2 separate regions of the Mus musculus genome follow, and region 1 is linked to region 2. Evidence: chromatin contacts called from public HiChIP or PLAC-seq data. All regions are on one chromosome and are shown on one strand. The core of a region is the stretch at or near the end of the contact, and the rest is flanking DNA. Distances in the headings are between cores, read along the strand shown. Region 1 has its middle 20 kb from the start of Gm24793. Region 2 overlaps Glg1 (golgi apparatus protein 1).

Region 1 (6,588 bases), core at 1,594-4,093, 250 kb before region 2:
GAGCCAGAGAGAGAACACTTACCCATAGACGAGGAGAGGCAGGTGGTTAGAGCAGATGGAGGGAAGAAGCTACCAAAGAGGCAGACTCTAGAATTCGGAACCAAATATGGATGGCAGAAGCCAGCAGAAACTAATGACCCGCACACACTTCTAGAGAGTCAGATTGGCAACTTGAGTCAGTTTGAAATGCTGAGACATTGTGATAAAAACTGCATGGTACTGACAAGTAGACCAATGGAATAGAATTGAAGACCCAGAAATGAACCCACACACCTATGGTCACTTGATCTTCGACAAGGGAGCTAAAACCATCCAGTAGAAGAAAGACAGCATTTTCAACAATTGGTGCTGGCACAACTGGTTGTTATCATGTAGAAGAATGCGCATCGATCCATACTTATCTCCTTGTACTAAGGTCAAATCTAAGTGGATCAAGGAACTTCACATAAAACCAGAGACACTGAAACTTATAGAGGAGAAAGTGGGGAAAAGCCTTGAAGATATGGGCACAGGGGAAAAATTCCTGAACAGAACAGCAATGGCTTGTGCTGTAAGATCGAGAATTGACAAATGGGACCTAATGAAACTCCAAAGTTTCTGCAAGGCAAAAGACACCGTCAATAAGACAAAAAGACCACCAACAGATTGGGAAAGGATCTTTACCTATCCTAAATCAGATAGGGGACTAATATCCAACATATATACAGAACTCAAGAAGGTGGACTTCAGAAAATCAAATAACCCCATTAAAAAATGGGGCTCAGAACTGAACAAAGAATTCTCACCTGAGGAATACCGAATGGCAGAGAAGCACCTGAAAAAAATGTTCAACATCCTTAATCATCAGGGAAATGCAAATCAAAACAACCCTGAGATTCCACCTCACACCAGTCAGAATGGCTAAGATCAAAAATTCAGGTGACAGCAGATGCTGGCGTGGATGTGGAGAAAGAGGAACACCTCCTCCATTGTTGGTGGGATTGCAGGCTTGTACAACCACTCTGGAAATCAGTCTGGCGGTTCCTCAGGAAATTGGACATAGTACTACCGGAGGATCCAGCAATACCTCTCCTGGGCATATATCCAGAAGATGCCCCAACTGGTAAGAAGGACACATGCTCCACTATGTTCATAGCAGCCTTATTTATAATAGCCAGAAGCTGGAAAGAACCCAGATGCCCCTCAACAGAGGAATGGATACAGAAAATGTGGTACATCTACACAATGGAGTACTACTCAGCTATTAAAAAGAATGAATTTATGAAATTCCTAGCCAAATGGATGGACCTGGAGGGCATCATCCTGAGTGAGGTAACACATTCACAAAGGAACTCACACAATATGTACTCACTGATAAGTGGATATTAGCCCAAAACCTAGGATACCCAAGATATAAGATACAATTTCCTAAACACATGAAACTCAAGAAAAATGAAGACTGAAATGTGGACACTATGCCCCTCCTTAGAAGTGGGAACAAAACACCCTGGGAAGGAGTTACAGAGACAAAGTTTGGAGCTGAGATGAAAGGATGGTCCATGTAGAGACTGCCATATCCAGGGATCCACCCCATAATCAGCATCCAAACGCTGACACCATTGCATACACTAGCAAGATTTTATCGAAAGGACCCAGATGTAGCTGTCTCTTGTGAGACTATGCCGGGGCCTAGCAAACACAGAAGTGGATGCTCACAGTCAGCTAATGGAGGATGCTCCCAATGGGGGTGGGTGGGTATGGGGGACTTTTGGTATAGCATTGGAAATGTAAATGAGCTAAATACCTAATAAAAATGGGAAAAAAAAGCCAGCAACATGACTCAGTGAGTTAAGGAGATCACGGCTAAACCTGACAAATTTGCACTCTTGGTTCAGAGACAATTTCTGTCCTAAGGTAACAAAATGGAGAGCAATAGAGGAAGACACCGAGCATCACGCTTCAGCATGCACCAGACCGCAGAGGGAAAATGCAGCTTTTTATTCCTTCGTAAAAATTTTACTCCTATAGCAGCATAAATCGCCGTCAGCCTCCAGTTCCTGCCCTCTGCTTTGCTGTGTTAAGCTAAGACTGGATATGAAGCACAGAGAAACAGTGATGTGTAAACAACAGGTCTTCCCTTGGAGTCTTTTTTTTTGTCTGTCTGCTTTGACTTGTTATCCAGAACAGCTTTTATTTGTCTGTCTGTCTGTCTGTTTATATTTTGTTGTTATTTGGGTTTTTTTCTTCTTTGGAGGTAAGAACTGGTGTGAGCTATGAGTGCCCTTTGAACTCCCACCATGAGTGAGCGTTGGTTTAAAGGCCCCAGGGCCAGGCCAATGGTATTTTCTTAATTTAGAGAGAATCACTGATAGAACCCAAGGCTATCTATCTGTATACCTCCCAGACTTAATATACGGAGATCAGAAACAGAAGAAAATGTAAGAAGATATTTAGGTGTCCAGCATAATAAACCGATTTCTTTCTTATAGGGAAAATATCTCAACAGCTAATGTTCTTTTGGCTGGGATTACAGGATAAGCCGCCATCCCTGGTTTAAATGCTGGTTGGAGTTAGAGATCCTGGAAACAGGTAACAACATACGGCTTCCAGATCCAGGGCTTCTGAACATTCATGCGCATGAGTGTTTTTGCCTGCATGCATGTACCTGCGCCACATGCCTGGCACCTCTGGAGTCCAGAAGAGGGTGTTGGGTCTCTTGGAACTAGAACTATAGACAGTCGTGAGCCACCACGAGGGGACTGGGAATGGAACCCAGGTAGTTCCTCCACTAGAGTAACAAGGGCTCTTAGCCACGGAGCTGTCTCTCATGGCTTCCAAGCTGAAATTTAACAGCAGGTGGCAGCAGAGCACCTACAAATCTGAGCGTTTCCATCTGAAAGCAGGAGAAAAAGCCCAGAGTTATCCAAACAGGCCAAAACCTGCTTCTCCAGTTGTAAACCGAAAGGTCCGTGCTCCAGTCACCGTCCTCTTTCCAGGATCAACATAGTCAGAAGAGGGAAGGTTTGCTTCGGCTCCCCGTTGGAGGGTCCAGTCCCTCATGGTGGGGAGTCATGGTTCTAGAAACTTCAGGCTGCTGGTCTCACTGTGTCTGTAGTCAGGAGGCAGAGAGGTGGATGCCTGGCAGCCTCAGCTCACAGGCTTCCTTTTCTTTTGTCTCTCTCTCAAGACCACAGACCAGGGCTTTTTGTTGGGTCTTCATCCTATCCAGTAAAGTGTGAGATGTTCTCTGTTTGTCCAGTCCATTCAGTGACTGAAGAAATATAGGCCCCTTCCAACAGAGAAAAGCCAAGGGAAATCCTACCTTTCGTTAGGTATGAACGACTTCTCCCGTTATCGTTTAAATTAAACCACTTAGCATTTTTAGCTGCATTTTACATTTCTAAAACTTTAGGTGGGGAAGAGCTGCTACCATGGCACGTGAGTTGGGAGACAACCTTTGGGAGTTGGTTCCTACCTTCCACTGTGAGGGTTCTGGGGATTGGCCCCTTACGTCAGTGACATAATTTAATTAAGTGAGAAACACAGTTTAACGATTTATTTATTTATTATTAGATATTTTCTTCATTTACATTTCAAATGCTATCCCATTTCCTATTTTCCTGTCCGAAAGTCCCCTATAACCCCCCTGCTCCCCAACCCACCTATTCCTGCTTCCTTATGTATATGAGTACAGCATTGCTCTCTTCAGATACACCAGAAGAGGGCATCAGATCCCATTACAGATGGTTGTGAGGCACCATGTGGTTGCTAGGAATAGAACTCAGAACCTCTGGAAGAGCAGTCAGTGCTCTTAACCACTGAGCCATCTCTCCAGCCCAAGAAACACAATTTAAATATGGTTGTTTAGTAAGAAAACAGAGTGTGGCCAAATCTTATCTCAAGCTTAGTCACGGGGTGATTGGCTTAGGGGCATCCACCAAGCTCACAGAAGACGACGAAGATGACAGGAAGTGGTGGGAGAATCCTGAGTGGACTGGAAGATGAAAATAAGGGTAGTGATGCTAACACACGCTGGTCATCTTAGCACTTGGTGGGCAGAGGCACAGGAATCACTTCGAGTTCAGAGCCAGACAGGCCTACCGTGGTGAGGCCTGGGTCAAAAATATAAACAAAGAAAGAGAAAGAGAGAAAGAGAGAAAAAGAAAGAAAGAAAGAAAGAAAGAAAGAAAGAAAGAAAGAAAGAAAGAAAGAAAGAAAGAGAAAGAAAGAAAGAAAAAGGAGGGGAGGAGGGAGGGAGGGAGAGAGAGAGATAGTGGATGACTGGGGCCAGTGAGGTGGGATAGCAGCTTACCTGGATTCAAGACAAACTTCAGGACCCACACAGTGGAAGAAGAGAACCAACCCGTCCAAGTTACCCTCTGACCTCCACACATGCCCCTCGGTCCCTACGCAGAAAAAAACAAACAAAACAACAACAACAACAAAAAACTAATGTAATGCAATTCTCTCAAAACTGAGATTGGAGCAGTTTTTGCTGTCCTTTGGACTGATTTCTCTCGCTCTGTCACATCATGACACAGCATGATTTAACAGCAAGACTGAGGGGCCATTTCTGCACAGACTCACCAGAAAGCACTCTTGTAAGGCTGGTTCAGGAAAGTCGGGTGTGGTGGCACACTAGGGAGGCAGAGCAGGCAGATCTCTGTGATCAGCCTGGTTGACATCGAGAGTTCCAAGACAGCCAGGGCTACACAGAGGAGATTTGTTTCAAAACAACAAAAGCTGCGGTAGCTGAACCCAGGTGCGGTGGTACATGTCTATAATCCCAGCACTCCGGAAGCAGAGGCAGGAGGATCAGTTAAGGTCATCCTCGGCTGTATATCCAGTTCAAAGTAGATTTAGACACATGAGGAAAATCTTGGCTTTCAATGACTAGCAGTGACTTGGTTAATTCTATATTTCTACAGTGAAAACCACTAGTAGTAGAGCCAAGTTATGAGGATCCTGCTCTCAGTTGGCAGCAGGGAAAGTAATACACAATAGGAGCCTTGCTCACGATGTGTGTCTAGGGAAGGAGAGAGCCAGCCTGTGTCATGCTCAGGAGCTGCTATGTCCTCAGAAGGCAGAAAACACAAAACAAACGAAAGCTCCATTCCCCCCGACTAATAAGATGAGAAGAACTTTCTTGTTCATGGGGAATCTATAGAAAGAAGTAATAAAAAGAAATGTAAATATAATATGGATGGAGCAGGCTCTATTTAAGAATAAATATGTATATGCATATCCATACATGCAAGCAATATCAGTCAGTGTGGAAAGGGCCATGGATTTGAAGGAGACGGAGAAAGGCAGTCATCTCCATTAAATCTGAAGTGTTCCCTGCTACCTTCCCCTATTTTTACCCTTTCCTGTCAATGTTTTAAAAAGTATGCCACCCACAATGACCTTGTGTCTTTGTTGTTTTAGGGAGTTACAGGGGACCAGAGGTCAGGACCGTACCAAGGAGTCACCAAGAGAAAAGAGCAAATGTAGGTGCTAATTCTGAATGCAGGCCAAGCATGGTTGGCAAGGGAGTGCCACTTTGGGCTAGCTGGGTAAATCCTGAGGTGCTGAAGAAAGCTGGCACAAGGTCAGGCGTGGCGCTGCTTGTCTGTGATGTTAGCACTTGAGAGGCTGAGGCAAGAGGGCCAATGTGAGTTCAAAGTCACCCAAGGTTGTGGGGAGCTGGTGTGGCGGCAGTCCCAAAGGCGCCAGGGACTGCAGCTAAGTCATATGACTTGCACCTGACTTCCTCATATAAGACACAAACATCTTGAGTGCTGCGCAGGTGTACCAGGATACAGGTGAATCCAATTTGGTGGAGATTTGCCCCTGCTGCCCTGATTAGCTGAAGCCTTGTGACTGGCAAGGGGGCGTGGCCTGCAGTATGTGGATGAGAGAGAGTATAAAAGGAGTGAGAGGCCCAGGGTTCGGGGGAGATATAAACAAGAAGAATCAGGACTGAATAAACTGCTGTTAGAAGGACTGGTGGTCGCGTCATTCTTGCTGGTCGAGAGCGGGCGCGACACAAGGTTACACAGCAAGCCCTTGTTTCTGAAAGAATTAAAGAGACTGGCATGAATTTCTGTACCTTCATGACTTCATAAATAAAGGATTCATTTTTACATTGAGTCTATCACCTTCAATATATGTAAACAAATGTATTCTTTTCTTTCCATGTTGTCAAGAACATATAGTGTTGGACAGATGGATTAGCTGTTAGGAATCCTAGTTCACAGTTGTGTGGATTGGAATTCAGATCCTACATCCCTGTAAGTTCCTGTAACCCCAGTTCTGAGGGGGCGGGAGACAAGAGGATCACAGGGGATTGCTGGTTTCCAGCTCAATTGAAATTCAGACTCCAGCCCCAGGTTCAAGGAGAGAGCCCCATCTCAAAAGAATTAATGGAGAATGTCTGGAGAGGGCGGCAGCATCCTCCTCTGGCCTCCACGAGCTTATATCCACCCGCGCACAAGCACACACATGCAAATAAGAGAAGTTATCCCCTTCACGTAAAGCATTTTAATGTCTTCTCTTCAGCACGTTCAAATGATCAGCACCGTTTCGCTTGTGCTTTGGGGACAGGAAATACAATGAGGGTTACGCCTT
Region 2 (6,213 bases), core at 62-2,561:
AGTCCCCTACATCAGAAAAAGGACTTGCTTTTTCTGGGAGAAAATGAAGTGACTCTTGATCCTGTGTTTATGAGCAGCGCAGTCCTGCAGATCACAGTACAGAGTCAGCACAGTGCATGCAGAACATCGTCTCCTGCCTTTGACCATGTTTGTTATTTGTATGGGTTAAATCTCCTGCAGTTTAGCATACCAGGTGCAAGCCTCTACAACATAGCACTCTCTGCAATGACTTTCCCTTTTAAAGCAGGAAAGATACTTTAGTTTTATAACCTAAGTCACGCTTTAGGAAACCACAATTCATTTGTTACTTTGTTTTGGCTATTTTTATTAAACACTAAATACTACTTGAATTTTCTTTTCTTCTTCTCTCTCCTTTTTTTTAAAATGGTTTGAAGGCATTTATTGTAGAAAGGCAGCCACGTGGAGGGGGGAAGGAAAGGGGAGAAGGAGAGCAAGAGGTAAGAGACAAGGAGAGAGCAAGAGCTTAAGAGCAAATTTTATTTTCTAGTTAATCATGTAAAATCAAATTTGTACAGTTGGGCTGGAGAGATGGCTCAGCGGTTAAGAGCACTGACTGCTCTTCCAAAGGTCCTGAGTTCAAATCCCAGCAACCACATGGTGGCTCACAACCATCCCTAATGAGATCTGACGCCCTCTTCTGGGGTTTCTGAAGACAGCTGCAGTGTACTTAATAAATAAAGAAATAAATCTTTAAAAAATTTTTTTTTGTACAGTCTATAACAATTTTATAGTCTGAAATACAAGTTTACATGAGCTTTAGATATGGAGTCAGGTTTTGTTAACCATGACCCAAAGTAGATACTAACAGCAGTTACATTGTGCATGTCGGTGCTGGGATGGGAAGACCAGTGCAGCCTCTTCTCTCAAACAGCAGAATCAGCTGGAGGGCTGCTCTGGAGGCTGCAGTGAGACTGTGAGGATGAGTGTGCTGTGCTCCTCTGCAGTCCTGTTTGTTGGCAGTTGCCCCGGGTGCCCTTTGTGCCAGTGAATATGCCTGGCTGCAGTCCAGGATGAATCAGGAGACGGCCTCTGCTGTGTTTGCTTTTCATCCTTAATTCCATCTAGTAAGGTTGTGGAAGGAGGATAGGAAAAAAGGAATCTATCTATAGTAAGCTTACACCTATTGTAAAAATGTTCAGGAAAAAAATAGACTGGACTCAACTCTGTTTTGAGGCACATAGTTCACTATGAGGTTTTTGGAAAGTTAGCTTCGTTAAAAGAACTAGTGACTCAGCTTCAAAGATAAATAAGTTCCGCCTACACCACCCTTTGTGCCCAGAAGAAGAAAGTGCTTTCCAAACCCAGAGGGCAAGCACAAATAGTGAACTGTGTGGTTTTGACTGCATTAAGACTGCTTAGGAAGGAAGCACTTCATTTTTATTGTATGGATTCTATTTTTTAAAAGCCTTTTCTCACAAAAACTAAAGGCAATTTTTCCAGAAGGATAGAGTCGTCCTTTGTCTTCTATATTATCTAGCCTTAGTCAAACTGAAGAATATCTTTGAGCAATTTGGGTGGGTTTCTTTTTACTTTGAAAGTTTTATTCCTTGACACAACAGACTTCAACATCTGTCTCTAGATTAATTTAATGAACTGGTAATGGTTATCAGCAAGTGCTGAACTGTAAAGTATGTGGATAATTATTATCCTAATGAGTGTCCACTCCTCCAGATTTACCACAGTTACGACAGGGCTATGACTAGCCTATGCTTCTCACATCAAGGATGGCTGCATAATGCATTCTCCAGACCAAGTCTCTCCGGAGCTTTGCTCGGGGTTTTTTTGTTAATATCAGGGGCCAGAATGTATATACAATCATAACATCAGTTTATAGTCTATTTTTCCTTTTTTTTTTTTTTTTGTTTTTGTTTTTGTTTTTGTTTTGAGATAGGGTCTCTTTATGTAGCCCTGACTATCCTAGAACTTGCTATGTAGATCAAGCTAACCTCGAATTCACCGAGATCCAATTGCCTCTACCTCCCAAAGCCTCAGATTAAAGGGGTTCCTTCATCATTGCACCTGGCTCAGTTTGTATTCCAATTGCATATTTTCCTCACTCCCTACACTGAATTCTAGAATGGCAATAATTCCTTGAATTATTAGCCTACTAGATGCCATGGGATACTAGAAAAAAGATATTACTATCTTGATCTTGGTCATCCGGTGTCAAAATTTGCTCACAAAGTTATTTTTCTACCAGCAAGCTATAATATTCTTTAGCTTTTCCAAATTACCAACAATAATTTATAGAAATACTTTCTATCCCAGAATATTGACATTTTCCCTATATTTCTCTCTTAATGATTTTTTTCTAGGATAATAGAATTGGGATCTTTATTTTATCTAAAATCTGTATGTATGTAAAGGGGCCAGAGCTTTGTTATGAACCATTGTGGGATCCCAGGTCAGATGTGTACAGATCAGAAAAGGCTCCAAGAAAGGGTAAACCAGTGACACAGAGCATGTCTAAACGTGTTTGTTTGTTTGTTTATTTGTTAAAACGGGGTTTCTCTGTGTGGCTCAGGCTGTCCCAAAACTCACTCTGTAGACCAGGCTAACCTGGAACTCAGTGATTCAACAGCCTTGCCTCCTGAGTGCTGGGATTAAAGGCACATTCCCCTCCTCTTCCCCCCCACCCATGCCCCCACCTCCCGTGCTGAAGTATCTAATTCTTAAGGATGGAGAAAAAAAAAAGAAAAGAAATTAAAACAGTAAGGGTTGTAATTTCTATTTTTCTTTCTCTATTTAAGATTCCCACTCCACAGCCCCATCTGCTACCCATCTGTGGTAATAGTGATCTTCTATCTATAAAATGCTTTGCAGTTGACCTTACTTTGTTTCATGTGGTATCAACATCTGTCTGTCTATCCGTTCTCGGATACAATATCACTGTGTAGCTGTCTTGGAACTCTAAACCAGGCTGGCCTTGAACTCACCTGTCTCTACGTCCTGAGTGCTGTGATTAAAGACATACATCACCACACTTGGCCATTTCTTAAAATCTGTAATTGAAAGAACTAAAATTTGGAGCTGGAGAGATGGTTCTGGGGTTAAAATTCGTACTGGTGGCTCTACCAGAGAGTCTGAGTTGAGTTCCCAGCATTCTCATATAACTAAAAACATCTGTAGCTCCAGTCCCAAGGAACCTGATGCCTTCTGCTGGCCTCCACAGGCACTGTATGTGCACAGGTTAGACAGACATACATGTGGGCAAAACACTTGTACACATAAAATAAAAATAAAAATAAAAAAGAGGGAGGGAGTAAAAAACTCAGTGGCACATGAGACTGTCCAACTCTCACAGCTCAGGTAGCACAGAACAGACCAGGACTTGCACTTGGTCTTCTGATCCATAGTCTCTTCAGTCCTCCACTCTGAGGCCCCTGTTTCCTGCCTTTATCTCCAGTAAGGGATGGGCCAAGTGCAAGTAGATGGGAAGAGTGCACTTTTATTCTTAGGTATTTTACAGCAAGCATTCTGTGCTAATGCTTGTGGTATAAATATAGTAGGTAAAAGGTAATAACTTGTAAGCATTCTTTTCTTTTCTCGTTTTTGTTCTTGAGTCTGTCAGTCTGCTTTTTAGGATAGGATTTCTCGGTGTACCCGCCCTGGCTGGAACTCCTCTGTAGATCAGGTTGGCCTTTGAACTCAGAAATCTTCCTGCTGCTGCCTCCAGAGTGCTGGGATTTAAGTTGTGAGCTACCACTGTCCAGCACAGTCTTGTTTTCTAATTCCAGCTATGAGTTAATTGAAATCTCTCACATCTACCTTAATAAAACATAGTATGCTTGTTATGACACCGATGTCATTGCAGCAACATTTACAGCCTTTTTAGGATCAAATTGTTCTCTAATTGAGATGTCTTTTCTTTTACTTGTTTCAACTCTGGCTTCCTTTGGAGTGAACTTGCATAGCCATGTTTTTCAGACTTGTTTTGCAGATGACCAAGTAAATCTTCAAGTTCCACAATGACTTCAACAGAAAACCCAGGGCAAGTGGAAAATGGAGAAAAAAATTGGAAAATGTTACAACAGTGTTTTCCAACATAGCTAGTAACATCTGTAGATGTTTGTTTGGGTTGTGTTATGATGGTTGGACTGAGCATCTGCTGGGTGACATTGCTCTTCTCTGTGCCTAAACTACCTTTTTTTCCCTCAATCCAGCTTCAGACACTGATTCAGGAGACTGACCCTGGTGCAGACTACCGCATTGATCGAGCTTTGAATGAAGCTTGTGAGTCTGTAATACAGACAGCCTGCAAACACATACGATCCGGAGACCCAATGTAGGTTCACTCTCCATATTGTGTTTTATTTGCCAACACAGAGAACATTCCCCTCGAGTGGCTTTTGAGTAGTGTAATATCTTGACTAACATTTTGTTGAACATGGACACACACCAAACTTTTGCTAAAACTAATATTGAGACTGAGACTTCTGATCTGCCTTACCCATGATATAGAGACACTCAGACCCAGAACTATGATGGCAGTTGTTGACAGTGACTGGGCATATAGGACCTATTAGTCATTGAGTAACTTCCTGTAATTCAGAGACTCTCAGGGCATCAGGATAAAGTGAAACACTTGGCACTGTGACTGTCTCATGCTTGCTTGTTTGTTTGTTTGTTTGTTTGTTTGTTTTCCGAGACTTGGTTTCTCTGTGAACCCTGGCTGTCCTGTAACTCAAACTCAGAGACCTGCCTGCCTCTGCCTCCCAAGTGCTGAGATAAAAGGTGTGCACTACACCTAGCATCTTACAGTTTTTGTGTTTAGATGATGTATAGATGTAGATGAGCATAGATAGAATGTTTATAGTATAGTAGCCATGGCAACCAGAAGAGGGACAGGGGAAGGGAAGGAGATTCATTTTACATTTATGGGTGTTTTCCCTGCATGCATGTCTATGTACTACTTGCTTGCCTGGTAACACACAGTAGTCAGAAAATGGTGTCAGATTTCCTGTAACCAGAACAGTTATGGGGGTGCTGGGAATTGAGTTGAATCCTGTTGATGAACAATCTGTGCTCTTAAACACTAACACATCTCTCCATCCCCAGCATCTTTAATTAAATATGATATGTGGCGCTTTGCTGGGTTTTGATTTGAACAAATATTTTAAAAGACATGAGATAGTTGAAAATATTTAAGATGTGGGGCAACAAGGTTATGTTTGCTTGCTTTCTTGCTTGCTTTGTTTGTTTTTTGAGACAGTTTCTCTGTATAGCCCTGGCTGTCCTGCCACTCGAACTATAGACCAGGCTGGCCTCGAACTTGATGGAGATCCTCCTGCATGTTTTCTAAGTGCTAGGATTAAAGGCCTGTGTCACCACTGCCTGCCCTAGGTGTTTATTTTATATGATGTGTTTACCTTTTTATTGTTGTTATTGATATGACAGTGATCTCAAATTTTAGAGAAATAGACTGAAGTATTTACTGAGCTATGCTTCAAATATCAGCAGAAGACACTGAGTTAAAACACATTTAGTTGCAGGATCACCAAAGCTCTGGAGAACAGAAGTGGCCTGTACACTATTCTCTACTCTTGCATATGTTGGAATGTTTTCATACTAAATAAAAATAAAGCTGCTACATAGGTCTTACATATGCAGAGTTTGAAGTCCAAAATGGCTTTAAACTGGTAGAAGAAATAATTACTGACAAGATCAGTTAATTTGTGTGATTCTCAATCATGTCACCCTGGGGAATGCGTATTGAAATGATTTTAGAAGCCTGTCGTCAAAACACTTCTTCATTACAATCTACCTCTTTAATGACCAGGATTCTCTCATGTCTGATGGAGCATTTATACACAGAGAAGATGGTGGAAGACTGTGAACACCGGCTCTTAGAGCTACAGTATTTTATCTCTCGGGATTGGAAGTGAGTATTTTAAAAATAGTGGAAGGCACTGCCTCATTCTGTTCCCTTGTGTGGTCAATATCAAAAGAATGGGTGTGTGTATGGGGAAGAAGTTAATAGTTTATCAGTGTGTACATATGCATGCTATGTGTCTGTTTGCCTCAGCGAGCAGTTGAGAGTCAGAGAACAACTTTATAGAGTCTGTTCTCTTGCCTCCACTCTTAAATAGGTTCTGAGAATCAAACTAGGGTCACCAGGCTTAAACCATAAAGTGCTTTATCCACTGAACCATCTCAGCAGTCCACATGAGGTTTAAACCCAGGGCTTTATAC

The links. HiChIP or PLAC-seq counts read pairs in DNA pulled down with a chosen protein or histone mark.
Region 1: a contact with region 2 is called in an HNF4G HiChIP or PLAC-seq map of pancreatic cancer cells. The contact joins two enhancer-like sites. A contact is called at or near these places in 3 of 39 promoter capture datasets (hippocampal neurons, liver and pre-B cells), 3 of 484 Hi-C or Micro-C datasets (cerebellum, cerebral cortex and palatal mesenchyme) and 1 of 115 datasets of contacts at active chromatin or transcription factors (pancreatic cancer cells).

What each region holds. Positions count from the first base shown.
Region 1 is chr8:111,435,651-111,442,238 of GRCm38.p6, reverse strand. No RefSeq gene overlaps it. Among named protein-coding and RNA genes, the nearest start is that of Gm24793, 20 kb to the right of the region's middle. Within about 2 kb of position 2,843, at least 12 of the 459 cell types and tissues checked have an H3K27ac peak or open chromatin away from gene starts, as enhancers often do. A contact at or near this core is called in pancreatic cancer cells, where this site is marked.
Region 2 is chr8:111,180,624-111,186,836 of GRCm38.p6, reverse strand. It overlaps Glg1 (golgi apparatus protein 1), which reads left to right. Exons shown (of 26, transcript NM_009149.3): 9 at 4,185-4,306; 10 at 5,801-5,902. Among named protein-coding and RNA genes, the nearest start is that of 9430091E24Rik, 38 kb to the right of the region's middle. Within about 2 kb of position 1,311, at least 100 of the 459 cell types and tissues checked have an H3K27ac peak or open chromatin away from gene starts, as enhancers often do. A contact at or near this core is called in pancreatic cancer cells, where this site is marked.